2 separate regions of the Anser cygnoides genome follow, and region 2 is linked to region 1. A link is a contact called in public Hi-C data. All regions are on one chromosome and are shown on one strand. The core of a region is the stretch at or near the end of the contact, and the rest is flanking DNA. Distances in the headings are between cores, read along the strand shown.

The links. Hi-C and Micro-C count contacts between places; a contact is called where the count stands out from the background.
Region 2: a Hi-C map of liver shows a contact between it and region 1, with 7 times the contacts expected there. The contact joins the promoter of DCP2 here to the promoter of YTHDC2 in region 1. A contact is called at or near these places in 2 of 7 Hi-C or Micro-C datasets (both in liver).

What each region holds. Positions count from the first base shown.
Region 1 is chrZ:23,488,640-23,492,895 of Taihu_goose_T2T_genome, forward strand. YTHDC2 (YTH N6-methyladenosine RNA binding protein C2) reads right to left here and starts at 1,978. Exons shown (of 30, transcript XM_013197623.3): 1 at 1,730-1,978; 2 at 1,549-1,639. The coding sequence starts at 1,901.
Region 2 is chrZ:23,730,411-23,734,666 of Taihu_goose_T2T_genome, forward strand. DCP2 (decapping mRNA 2) reads right to left here and starts at 2,482. Exons shown (of 11, transcript XM_013197617.3): 1 at 2,266-2,482.

The DNA of each region.
Region 1 (4,256 bases), core at 728-3,227:
AACATAGTTGCTATGAAAAGTTAAAATACAGTTTCTTTAAGTATTCAATATGTACTTCCTTAATGTAAAGAAAAAAGATAAGGACACACAACATTGACTTGTGGTTCCCAAGAAACAGTTTCCCTTATTTATCCACTCTGTGCCACAGGCACAGTAATGAATATTAATATTAAAATTATAGTCTATCTAGAAATTCAGTGATGGAAGTCAATCACAATCAAGCTTTTAAAGACAGATAACTTCAAAAGTTATTGCAAGTGTCATTACTGAGCTAATCTGGAGACACCAAGCCTAAGAACACTTGAATTTATTTTAAAAGGAGATTTATGCTTCCATAATGTGCAATGTATTATTATAGTCAAAAAAAAAAAAAAAAGTTGTGCCTGTCTAAGGGAATATTCTTTTTTTTTTCCCCCATCTGATTAAATTTCAACTATTTTCCAAGTTTCAAGTCACCCTGCAGGCTCCAGAAAAACCTGCAAACAGCATACCGTACTTGGGAGTCACTCAGAAACACTTAGGAAGCTCCGCAAGGAATTCAAGCAGGGTTTACCAGTTACTGTTCAGAATAGGTACCGTATAACCCAAGTGTCTTCCTTCTGACTGTTTCAGCACTTGTGCTAAAGCTTTCTAACACTTCACATTCCCAAAATATGATGCAAAGATACACAAGTTCAGCCAAATTTATTGGCTCGGGTATCTGCAGCAAAAATCAGCTGCGCTACCCCAAGACCAGAACCAATGTACAGCAGTGTAACTTCACCTGAAAACCATTCAAGCAATTGAGTAAGCTCTCCTGAAATCAAGCTACTCACTCAAAACAAGCTGAACTGAATAGCACCCATTGAAATGTGGCAGGTAAGCACAATTCTGAGAATTAGCACGCTACACTCCTTTAGCAAGAATCACGAAGTACCATCAGAAATGAGTAACAGCAAATACTGCTGCAGTTTTACAACAGTCTACACACACACCCACACACAAGTTATATGTGGTATTCTACCTCTCTGGGTTTGTCCTTTAACTTTCCCTTTTCTGTTTCTTTTTCACCTTAACCCACCTAGGAATCAGATTCTCAGCTTTTATGCAAGCTTATCAGGTCAATAAACACGGATTTCCTCTTCAAAAGATCAGAGGAGAATAAAAGGGGGAAAAAATTGTGAATACCTGTGTACGAATTCTGTTCTCTTGCACTTCTTAGAAGCGCTCTTCTGGCAATACTGTTGTATGCTGCATTTTACCTGTAGAGCTATCAGATTCCGTGCAAACCTCTTGGGCACACAGTAAGGCAGGTAACACAGCACTCATCCTGGTGAGAAGTCTTTTTAGGGACGCGTAAAATCGATGTAGCAGTAAAAGGATAACCTACCGAGCATGCCACGGGTTTTGTTAACTTAGACCTAAAGCGTAGTGTGAAGGTATTTATTTCGTTTCGGACTCTCTGCCCCTAGTTTACGCCGTGTAACAAGGCAGGGTCCGCGGGATCCCAGGGGTCGCTCGACGGCGATCCGCAAACCAACGCGCCCGCGGGCGGCAGACCCGGCTTACCCTTTACTCTTCGATATCAAACCAAGGGACTGACACAGCCGGTGCACAAAGGCCCGCTCGGTGGTAGTGAGGGAAGAAGGAAACTCCATTTCTAAGACAAAAAAAAAAAAATAAAAAAAAGTGAGAAGACGGCGGGCAGGCGGCGCTCCGGCCGTCGTCCCCCCCGGTCCCCTCTCCGCACCCTTCTCGTCCCCGTAGCGGAACCGCTCGAGGGCCATGCTCACGGCGATCTCCACCTCCTCGTCGACGCGGATATCCTTCAGCGCCCGGCCGCGACCGCGGCCCGCCGAGCCCCCCTGCGCGCCGCCGGGCTGACGGGTGAAGCCGCTAGCGCCGCCGCCGGGCCGCGACATGGCTGCCAGCACCGCGGGGCGACAGGCAGATGCAGCCGAGCGGGGACGGCACCGGGCACGGGCACGGGGCGGGCGGGGGCAGCGTCGTGACGGCAGCGCGCGGGGCGGTTCGGGGCGGGGCGGCCGCCAGCTCCTCCCGCCGAGGCGCGGGCGATGGCGACGGTTAACGGCCGCTGGCCGTGCGCGTGCCCGTGGTGCCGTCGCTGGGGGAGGGAGGGGTGGCGGGAGGGAGCGACCTCGGCGGCTGTGACTCTCGTGTGGAATGGGGGCGATGGGTGGTGAAACCCGCCGTGCTGGACGGGCAGGGAGGGCAAAAGTGCTGTTTGTTGGTGTCTTACGTACAGTTACTGAGGTGGTGGGTGCACAGAATTGATCATCTATCTGTCTTCTAAATATTGTAGCAAGGCAGGTATTAAACAAGCTCACAAGGTTAACTACCACTAACTGCGCTCTATGCACCACAGTCCTTCCCTCTCACACTTTGAGGGCCCATCTGGATGCACAGCGGGAGGCACAGAAGGAGGGTTGAGAGCCATTGGGGCTGCTGCAGCTGCAGGAAGGTCCCTCTGGAATGTAATGACTTCTCCGTCTCTCTCACAGTGAATTGCTCCGCTGCTGGAAATCAAATTCAGGCTGCCGGCTTTCCCACAGGCTACAAGAGACAGACGTCAGGCTGTGGCTGAGGACACACTGCAGCAGATGAGTTGCAAAGTTTCGAGGAAAGCTCTGTTCATACAATAGAATCACAGAATCATTAAGGTTGGAAAAGACCTCCAAGATCATCTGGTCCAACCATCACCCTACCACCAATGTCACCCACTAAACCATGTCCTTAAGCAAATGCATAGCACAACTGCTCTGTAACATACAGTCCGTTATACACCTGTTTAAATGTGTGTGTGGAAGAAGAAGGATCAGAAGGTGTACTCTAACACCAGGAGAGGTATGTGGCCTGCCAACGTGCAGTGGCAGAGGATACACAGTTTATCCCATAACTACATTTAACTTACTACACAGGTGATATAGTGTTGATGTTGCTGGTGAACACTTAGTTAATAAAAGTACAAATAGTCATAATAAATACAAAATCATATTGTAAAATGAAGAAAAATGTTTTGTTTTGCTTTTCATTAGGCTGCTGAAGTGTATGTCCTTGTAATAGTGTACAGTTGGCAGTGACCAAAAAAAGAAGCACTGATATCCATCCAGCCATAAATTATGTAATTTAGCTGAGTGACATTAAATATAAATGGGTAAGATCATCACAGTCCTTAGTCTCTTCACCATAGAGTACTACTTGCTCTAGATTTTGTAAAATGTAAATAATTTTTCAAGATGGAACTCCAAGAGAAGTTGTTTTGTCCTTTCACTGTATGGGAAATTTGTCAGTTCTTTATATATTCTTTAGATCGGTGCATAACCCCTTGGGGGAAACAATCATCCATTTGACCCTACACAGAGGCTAAGAAGAAAAAAAAAAGCTTTTAGACATGGCACATGATTCACTTCTTAGGGCTGCTACTTTGTAGTCATCATTTAGTCAGGAGAATACTTGGACCCAGAGCAAACTATTCCCCAAGTGTGAACTTAAGTGGACAACTAGGTCAACAGATAGCAAATAAACACTGTAGAGTGTAGGTGCCTGAAAGATCTCTCTTAAAGAGGGCTCTACCAAAGCTGTATACAAAGCTCACTTCAGCATAATTCTGCTCTGAGAAGTGGCATGGAACAGAAGTTTTGCTTTAAGATTGCTATTTAAATGTTCTTAGTTTTTTAATCCCACTTCCTTGCTATACTTCTTCAGCCAAAGTACCTGCTGCTACTTCCTTATAACTGTCTCTGTGACATTGAGTACTGTAATACTTGAGCACATCACATTTATTATTAAAAATGAAGCTATGTACCTTAGGAAGATAAGATACCATGTCTCAGTATCAGCAGTAACGTTTGCGTGCTGGGTCCCACTGGGATGGAGCTCGCAGTCCCACAGCAGCCCACGCAGCGCTGTGCCCTGCACCTGTGGCCCCAGACACCAGCTGTGTTTTGTCTGTGGCAGGGTGGCACTGGCACAGCACCAGGGCTGGCCCCCTAGAGCCAGCAGGATGGGGTGGGCAGCCAGAGGGGGGGATGCACCAGGGCAGCTGACCCAAACCAGCCAAAGGGACATTTGGGGAAGGGGTTCTTGTTAGGGAAGCATCTGTCCTCCAAAGCAACTGCGACACATATTGAGGCCCTCCTTCCTGAGACATGGCTGAACACTGCTTGCTGGGAAGTAGAGAATAACTGTTTTCTCCTTTAGCTTCTGTGCAGCCTTTGCTTATTTTTCTCTATAATTAAGCTGTCCTCATCTCAACT
Region 2 (4,256 bases), core at 1,232-3,731, 240 kb after region 1:
TAACAGCCCTCAGACGACCGCAAGCTGAGATCACGAGGAAAATAAAAAATAAATACAAAATAAATAAAAAATAAATAAAAAAGCTCCCCGCCCGCCCCAAAGAGAGCCCCCACGGGCTCCGAACGCCCTCACCGTGACGGGACTGCCCCCCCCGACCGCTTGGGCCGGGACCGCTCCGTCAGCGGCCGCCCCGCCCCCCCCTCCCCGCCCAACGGCTGGGCCGCGCGCCCGCCCCCGCAACGGCCGCCGCGCGCCCGCAGCACCACGGGACGGCGGGGGGGCGAGGCTGGCGCCCTGCCGGCGGGCCCCCCACCTGCACAGGTCGTCCAGGACGCTGCTGGGGATCTCGGCCCGTTTGGTCTCCATGGCGGAGCGCGGCTCATCCCGGCGCGGCAGGGCCCGGACGCAGCTCGGCGGCGGCGGCGGCGGCGGCGGCGGCGGCGGCGGGGGGGGGCGGGGCTGCTGGCCGCCCGCCCGGCGGACGGCGAGGGGCGGGGCCGGCGGTGAGCGGCGGCTCCCTCCGCCAATCGGCGATGCGCAGCGGCGCGGGCGGCCAATGGGAGGGAGCGGCCCTGCGCAGAGCGCGGCCCTCGGGTGATCGCGGGGAGCGGCCAATGGGGCGCCGCTGACGGGACGGGGCGGCCGCCGCCATCTTGGGGGCGGGGGGCGACGGTCTCTGTGCACGGCTAACGGCCCGCCTCCGTGTGAGGCGCTGGGACCGAGGACGATCTGAGTGCCTGGAGGCCGTAATGAGGCACCGAACGCGTGTAAAGGGCTCTCTGCGGCGGCTGCAGCCGCCGGGAGGCGCCCGCTGCTCGTCCCGCCGCGGGTTTCAGTCAGAGGTGGGAGCGTGTTTGGCACCGCCGAGGTGCCAGGGCTCCCTCAGACCGCAATCTAACCGTCAGGTTGCTGCAGTCCCATCGTTCTCTGCACTGAAACACTGGGGACAAAACAGGTGGAAAACTTACAGTATAAAACGGTGAATAGCTTTCTGCTCTAGCTACTTGGATGAGCAGGATCAGCTATGTCGCTATCCGTGGAGGAGAGAGGTTAAGAATGTGTGAGTGTGAGGCTGATGGGATGATAATTGCACCAGCCTCGAGTAGGTTAATTGGAATGAATTTACCCAATGTAACTTGCTGAAAGCTTTAGTGGGACTAAGTCCCGTTTCATGCTTCCCCCTGCTGTTCTATCTCTGGCATGTCAGCAGATCTTGTACTGAGCACGTTCAACTCCCCGGTTCAAATTTCAATCTTAGAAGACAGCTAGCCAAGCAAAGAAACAAAAACTTACAGAAAAATGCCATGATTTTTGGCTCTGGCTGTGCTATGCAATTAAACACTTCAATATGAACTCAACATGCTTACAGGCGCATTTGAATAAACAAAGGCACTAATAAAGACACCAGGTCAGTGATGTCCTGAAGACTCAAGAAGCATATTCGCAACTCGTTTTTCAACTGTTAGGGAAGGAAAGTGATAAATATATAATCTGCCTCCTTGCTAAAGTTAAGGAATAAAGACACTGGTGGCTCTGGAAGTGACATGAATTATAAGAAACTGTTGGAGCACAATCTTGGTAGAAGCAGTAGATTTACATATACTGGTGCCTCTCTTCGGCAAACTCTGCACAGTGGTATTTGACAATGACATTTGCCACAGTACCTTTTTTGTTGTGATATTTGAGATGATGGCATCAATCTTCACACATGGAAGTAGTTTGAATGAGGAAGGGATGGCTCTTGATATGGCTAGACAGAGACAGGTGGAAGGCTCTGAGTGCAAACTAGTAAATCCCATTGCTCAGGGTTCCAGTGAGTTCTGTTTCTACCAGAAGGGGTAGATATACAGGGTCTATAAAGATACATGACCTGTATCACTTTCAGGGTACCGACTTCCCCGGGTACTTGCTTTTGCTAATTGATAAATGCAAAATATTGTCCGTAAGTTGGTGAGCAAAGGCCTCAACCATACTTCCAAGCAAGCAGCATTTATCTGGAACGAAAGTAACTCATCACCCATCAGAAAGAAATTACTTGATGGTGCTAATTCCATCATTCCTACCAGCCAGTGAGAGAACTATGATATCAAGATGCCAAAATTGCGCAGCTCACAATCACTCTGCAAGAATCCATTTCCTTGTCCCTGCCTTTCTCTTCTCTTCTTTGCCCATATTTTCCTTCTTTATTACTTGTCATTGCTGGAGACATATATAATACCAAAATTTAAAGTCTAAAGCTTTTCCTGCAGAAATCTTTGCACTTACAAGTGGTTTTTATGTGCAGAAGGCTGCAACTCGAGATCAGTTTCCCTGGAGGGCTAAGAAGCAATCTCTTTTCCTGAAACCCCCACATCCTGAAGGGTAGAAGGGAAATATCCAGTCAGTTTCTAGGAGGCATCTGTTGTGAAGCAGGGATCAGAGAAAATCTTCCTGCTAGTGTTTCTCTCTGCTCTGCTAGATTTTCTTTTTTTTCTTTTTTTTTTTTCTTCTTTTTTCTCCCATGCCGATGTGGTACCAAGAACCCCGTCAACTGATACAGAGAGAGAAAAGTGTTCTAGAAAACGGACGTTGACACCTTATGTCAGCTAAGCCATTATTAGCCCATTCACAGCTGGGGGGGGGGGGGAGGTGATACAATGATACACTAAATGTATGTAATGTTACAGACCTTATGAAACACCCTTAGATAATTAATTGCTTAATGCATGAGAAACTGAAGAACATAATGAAAGCTTAGACACTATGCTGCCAAGCCCCCAGGACAGGAGAGCAGGAGAGAGACATTTGCAGAGTTCTTGCTGCACTTTTGAAATGTTACTGAAAGACGCTAAGTTAGCCATAACAGAAACTTAAGAATAAAACTCTTGTTATGTGGGATTTGGAACTGCAAATCATTTTTTTCCTCATTTAGAGGAAATTCATGGCTCAACCTTTTCTTTGCTAAAATAGCATGTACTCCTTTCTCCCATAAGCAAGTTTAGTTAAAGCTGACACATTACACATTCAGGTTATAGTATTTCCCCAAAGATAAGTCTACATATCGACACGTCCTGGGAAGGTGCACACAGAGACGTATTGAGGGCAGAGTTGACAATGCCTCTTGTCAAGCTGCAAGCACAATTAGGATACAAGGATGGCGACACATAGCATGAAGAACTTTTCCCTAGTACGCACAGCACCAACCAACCTGTACAATCATCAAGTAATGTAGTCAAACGGGTTTTTATTATTTGCTTATCAGACAGCCCTGGCACTCAGTCAGAAAGGCAACAATAAAAAGTTTGGAAATTAATGTTAGTTGTCTGTTTGCAGTGGGACAACGAAAGAAGGTAACAAAATAAAAAAAAGGTCCACACTTTGTGCTGTCAGAAAGAAGTCTTATAAAAAGATCTAGACTGCAGAGGAAAAGCAACAGCCGAGGGTAGAGAAAGTCTTGTTTGGAGAAGCTGACCGAGGTGGACAACAGAATTGTGTTTAATAGGAGGAAGCTCAGAAGCTAAGAGCCAGTCAAACCCAGAGCTCCGTAGCATGCATTTGCAGCTCATTAATTAGAATGAAGACAGAGGCAGCGTGTGGAGAGTCTGCAAACAAATGACCAGGGCTGAGGCTTGCCCAGGTCATCAGAAAGAGGAGTTCTTTCCACTCAGCCCTTCAATAAATGCTTGGTTCCTATAATAAAATCTCCAACAAAGGACGGCAAACAGAGGTAGCAGGGGGGCTGAAAAGCAGTGACATAGTCCTTGTAAGAAATGTGAGCTTACATGAGCTCAGCACTGCCAGCTGATGTAAGTTCATATTTTGGGTTGAATTTGCATAAAAATTACACAGAGACAATTCAAGCGCTACTTCCCTGTTCTGCTCAGTTATCACAGAATAGTTTGGGTTGGAAGGGACCTTCAAGACCATCCAGTTCCAACCCCTTGCCATGGGCAGGGACATCTTCCACTAAACTAGGTTGCTCAAAGCCCCTGTTGCCCCCTGGCCTTGAATACTTCCAGGGATGGGGCATCCACAGCTTCTCTGGGCAACCTGTTCCTGTGCCTTATCACCCTCTGAGTGAAGAAGTTCCTAAATTAGTTAGTGTGTTACAAGGGAAATGAGCTGAGAGAGAGAGCACGCACAGGCATCCAACTCAGATGGGTGATAGAAATCAGCCAGTGCTTTATAAACCATAGTGAGAAAGAAACATAAATACTTAAAGAATTTGAAGATGAATTTACATATAGCAAATCGCCCACCCAAAGTTAGTGAAAATT